Regions from separate parts of the Hordeum vulgare genome. Here region 1 is linked to region 2. The links are chromatin contacts, called in public Hi-C maps. All regions are on one chromosome and are shown on one strand. Each heading gives the region's core, a stretch centred on a gene start, on an enhancer-like site or on the middle of the called end of the contact. The rest is flanking DNA. Distances are from core to core; before and after follow the strand shown. Region 1 has its middle 160 kb from the start of LOC123425393. Region 2 holds the start of LOC123425388 (phosphatidylinositol glycan anchor biosynthesis class U protein-like).

Region 1 (2,700 bases), core at 31-2,530, 620 kb after region 2:
ACGAAACCATCGTTGAACACTTAGCTAGTCTTAGAGGAATGGCTAGGAATCTATTTTACCGTTTATTTATTTCATGCATGCACATGGGTTTTCATCTCAACTTCTTAAATATACACACTCGAGAACCATGAAAATTATAGCACATAATATAAACATAATTATGAACCAAGAGATAAATAATAAGTTTTATTCTTGCCTCTAGATCATATCTCCATCACCATCTTCCCGCACCTATAAAGCACACCTCGCATAGATGGTCCTCGCCCAATAACTTTATTCGCTCGATCGCCCCGCTCTATAAAGCATTTCCCAATCAATTAAAGAAATAAGGAGAGAGAAAATCATAGAAGGAAAATAGAAAACAAATATGAGAAAAATCAACAAGGTAGAAACAAAAATAAAATGAGCAGAAACTAATAAAACCACTGTAGAAAATACAGAAAATAAGAAAAAGCTGGTTGAAGCTTCCAAACCCGTGTGGAAGCTTCGGAAAACCGGTAAACAAGGTGTGCCTATGTGGGTGTTTTCTAGTGCTTGCGTAATATATCTCTCACCAAGCAGAAATACAAAACTCCCTTCTGAGCTTTAAAATTCAACTAAAAGATAGTGTTTTCAAAGGAAAGAACTCACTCCATGAGGTTGTAATAGGAAAATCCAATTCCCGCCCATCTCGGGGAGTAGTATGTTTTTTGTATTCTACATGCACATATACAGTTCACAACAATTTGCTTTTATTTCTGATTTTGATAACATTCTAAAAGGTTCTCTCTTGTCTGCCTTTTTTCATTTATTTTCCTTTTTTCTCGGTCGGTTTACATGTTTTCCTTTTGGTTTTTGACTTTCTGCTTTTTAATACAATTAATTTTCCTATTTCATTTCTGTAATTTTAAATTCGCAGAAATAGATTTATAAATTTTTATATCCGTGTACATTTTGAAATTCATAAATACTTATAAAAAATAGCATTTTACAGAATTTGGAACATTTCATAAATTCATCAACTTTTTCAAAGTCATGAATATTTTTTAAACTCATGGATATTTTAGATTTAGTAAATAAATTTTAAATTATTAGTTTTTTAGTTCACCGGAATTTTGTAAAATTATGCGAACATTTTGTGATTTCACCAATCTAAAGAGAGTAGCAACATTTTGTGGATATTTTAGATTAAATAAAAGGTTGAAGAAAACCAATCATAAGAGAGTAGCAACATTGCCCTAGTAACAACAGCAGGATGGGCGAGCGAGAAAACCAAGTGAATCCACATGCGATCGAGCTAAACAATCGGGCCTTGGCGGTTGGAAATCCCTATTCGCCGCATTCTGCGTCGTCTAAATGTCGAGGCTTCGCACAGGTGCTCCAGGCTGCGTTTCGTAATAGGCCAGTTCATTTACACGCCAAAAGCTCCGATATTGGGAAGGTTTTCAGCCGGCTTTTTCCGGTTTTGGGAACTTTCTATAATATTCCCTGAACCGGTTTTCTTTTTTTTGTTTTCTTTTTTTCTATAATCTTCTTTGTTTCTTTTTTTTCTGTTTTTCTTTTAAAAATGTTCTGGATTTTTCAAAAAAGTTACGAAATTTCAAAAAATGTTTCAGAATTTTTTGGTTTGGAATTTAAAAAATGTTTCGAAATTTGGAAAATGTTCCAGAGTTTTAAAAATGTTCAGGAATTTAAAAAAATGTTCCAGAATACGAAAAAATGTTCCAAATTTGAAAATTTATTTCGGAATTTAAATTATGTTTCGAGATTTGAAAATTTCTTCCGGAATTTAATAAAATTTTCTGATATTTTTATTAAAATGTTTGGAATATTTCAAAAGAAATATTCCGAAATTTGAAAAAAGCTTAGAAAATTTGAAAAAAATTCCGGAATTTGACTTTTTTTCCAGAATTTGAAAAAATGTTTCAGAATTTAGAAAAGTTCAGGTATTTGAAGAAATATTCCACAATTTGAAAAAATATTCCGGATTTCAAATAATGTTCAAATTTGGAATGTTTTTAATGAAATGTTTTGGATTTTTTAAATGAAATGTTTCAGATTTTTCAACTGCTGGTCGCTAATTTTTTTTGTGGTCTCCACATTCGGTACTGGTGGCTAACTTGGGCTGGCCCAGTCGGGGCGACCCCCTGTGCGTCCGCTTGGCAGTTGCCGCAAAGAGCGGCGCATAGGAGGGTCGGCGGTTGGGCATTTTGGGACATTAATTGAAGGGTATTCTTTTAAAAGATCAGTCTCACCTTGTCAGATTGTGTCATTTATTACAACCTATTTTTTTTTCTTTTTTTGAACATCCATATTTTTAAAATGTTTCATTTTTAAAATCGTGCATCCAAATCTCAAACCATTTACATCGTTGGGTTCCCCGCGTCAAGATCTTCAAAACTAGATTCCATATTGATAGATTTTAAAAAAATCACAGAAAGCTGATGAGAAAATCGTGCCTCTCGTGAAAGAAAAAAGGCGATTTTTTCGTTTCTGAGAAACACAGCCGTGTATTTCATGAAGGCAAAATCATGCCTCCCACGATAGCAAAATCATGTATCTCGTAAAAACACGGAAAACATATTTATTTTCTGTTTCTGAGAGATGCAGTCGTGCCTTTCGCGAAAGCAAAACCGTATCACTCGTGATTTTTTTTTGGAAAATGTGCTTTTTAATTTCGGAGAGGCACGGTCGTACCTTTCACGAAAACAAAACCATGTC
Region 2 (2,700 bases), core at 128-2,627:
ACCAGTGTCGCCATCAAGTATTTTAAAATTGCACTGTAGTACTCCCTCCCCCGGTGAAGATTTTACATTTAGCTTTAAAATTTGTCCACAAAAGTTGTATTTCTATCTTCCCGATGCACTTTAAAGTAGAAAAAATGTTTCTCTCTCATCACACGGTAATCAAGACCAATAACATTCTACATATGGTCTCCTCAATTTCTACATGCACTTAGCTCATTGGGGTTTGGGTAATTAAAGAGGAAAGAATGATGGTTTGCACCTTTCCAATGCATTTTTTACTCCACTCCACAATTTGTCCTAAAATTTCTATATGCACATTTTTCACCGGACGGAGGGAGTACCTAATAGTACCACCTCCCACCCCACTATCATGGCCTCGAAATTTTGGTCATTCAGATGCAAATGTGAAGTGCTAAAAGTTAGCAAAGAGAGCAAAGAGGGGAGCTGCGTAACGTACCGGAATAGGGTGACATGGACGCCTGCTTTAGCCAGTATCCTTCTGCCACTGCACCACACACAGAGAGGCAAACAAGATGTCCAATTACGTCAGCATCACAAAATGGCTGGGGTTTGGAAGGGAAGGACTGAGAGCAAGGAGGTGTGCTTACGGCGGCGGAGGGACGTGAGGGGGGTGGAGACCTCCGGGCGGGAGGCAAGGTGGAGGTCTCCGCCGAAGAGCACCAGAACGAGGCGGAACCCAACGGCCGCGACAGCCATCGACCAGTAGTGTCGGATCGCCATCGCCGCTGATCAGTGGAGATCTAGGATTTGCAAATATGACATGTTAACATACTAATTTAATTTACCAACAGAACTATCATAATCCACCTGATTGGACACAGCAAATTCTGTGTAAAATCATAATTCACCTGATTGGACACAACAAAAATTTACATTCTACTAACTCTGTACCTATGTGCAAAATTGGACACAAGAAATTATGTGCAAAATTATGTGTATGTGTATCGGGAGTATCAATCATGACGACATAATTGGACACAAGAAATTATGTGTATGTGTTAATGTACGTGGCAGATAGCACTGTCATAATCCACCTGATAATTCATGAATCTAAACCCGAAATTCGTAATGAGGCCAATCAAAACTTGGGGAATGGAGAAAAGGTACCTCAAATCGGCTGGCCGCTGCAACTGCACACCGCCGGCCGCAGGGCAGGACTGCTGCCGAGTGCGGAATGGGCGGCTGCCGAGCCCCGGCTGGCAAGGCTGCGGTGCGGCGGTGGGCGACCGAAGGTTGGGGCGGGGAGGGGCACTGGGTGGGCAGGGCCGGCTCCTTGCCTCCTGGGGTCCGGTGGTGGCGACGGCGGGCCTGCGAGATCGGGAGGAGAATCGGGGACGGGAGTCGGGAGCAGTGTTTTTTTTTTTCCTGAGCGGTTGGAGCAAAGCCCGTGCTAATCGTGCCTGGAACGACATGGCCCACACAGACACATTTATTAAATGGGCTGTGTCGTACCAGCCCACGTGCCTTGCTTCCTGGCCCAGCCACGGCACAATTTTAGTTTGATGCGCTGTTTTTAGATCACTAGTAAAAGGGCCCGTGCGTTGCAACGGGACAAAGAAATGCATGATTATTTTTTAAATCAGCAAACATTTTATGAATGAAAAACTATTTTATAAGTCACAAACCATTATTTTTTGAATTTTTAGAATATTTTTCCATTCATGATCATTTTTAGAATTGACAATTTTTTTGCATAATTTCATTATAAAAAGTACTTCATGAACTTTAAAAAAATCATGAACATTGTTTGATTTCTTGAATATTTGTTTTCAAAATTTCAAACATTTTCTGCAAAATCACGAATATTTTTTAATCCACGAACATTTTATAATTTATTAAACATTCTATTTCAAAATTCCAACATAGGTTTCTCCTTGGGTTTCTCCGTGGGGGGGCGGCTGCTAATATAAGCTATCAAGAGTATCCACATGGGCAAAACAAAACTACAATATAAATGTAATTAAACAGCATAGGTTTCTCCTTGGGGGGACAAGAATGTCAGGCTGGCAACTCAACTTGTGAGAACATCAACGATTAGCAGCAGAAGAAAATGGTTTTATTCATTAATATACACACATGCTGTACATTGAAACATAAATAAATTTAAGAGAATCAACTCTTTGCAAGTATTAGAACAAGACTCAAACCTAAGAAAAAGAGGTCAGAATCCTTGACTATAGCAGGAATAACAGATATGTACAACAGGTGGCATAGCTAAATGAAGCGCAAAATAAATCAAATCCTAGGGAGGTAATACTGCCGTCGATAAAATGAGAACCCTAAAGCGGCTCTCGAAGCAATTGGATACTTATAAATTAAAATCATACCAACTCTTACCCCCTACTTCGTGATACATAACTATAGAACCTTTTGCAATAACACCCATTGGATTGGACAACTGCTAGTACTAAAGCTTAGGAACATAAATTCAAATCTGGAACAATTGATGCAAGTACTGCCGACCTTGAGGTGAAGCATATGAATCACTATGCACGGGTTATATGCCACAAAGGTTCGTCCACTTACTTCCCCTTGTAGACCTTCCCATGGGCGCCCTCCCCAACCTTGGATCCGACGAAGAGCATCTTGGGGTCGACCAGCAGCTTCCTGTCAATCCAGGACCCCAACGGCGACGTGGCGTCCGAGCACCGCGCGGGCTCCACCAATTACAGAGGGAGC

What was found. Hi-C and Micro-C count contacts between places; a contact is called where the count stands out from the background.
Region 1: a contact with region 2 is called in a Hi-C map of leaf, with 2.6 times the contacts expected there. The contact joins the enhancer-like site here to the promoter of LOC123425388 in region 2. A contact is called at or near these places in 3 of 6 Hi-C or Micro-C datasets (leaf and seedling).

What each region holds. Positions count from the first base shown.
Region 1 is chr2H:109,247,186-109,249,885 of MorexV3_pseudomolecules_assembly, forward strand. No RefSeq gene overlaps it. Among protein-coding and RNA genes, the nearest start is that of LOC123425393, 160 kb to the right of the region's middle. Within about 2 kb of position 1,281, at least 2 of the 3 cell types and tissues checked have open chromatin away from gene starts, as enhancers often do. A contact at or near this core is called in leaf, where this site is marked.
Region 2 is chr2H:108,630,498-108,633,197 of MorexV3_pseudomolecules_assembly, forward strand. It overlaps LOC123425388 (phosphatidylinositol glycan anchor biosynthesis class U protein-like), which reads right to left and starts at 1,378. Exons shown (of 15, transcript XM_045109083.1): 1 at 1,129-1,378; 2 at 609-761; 3 at 458-505. The coding sequence starts at 741.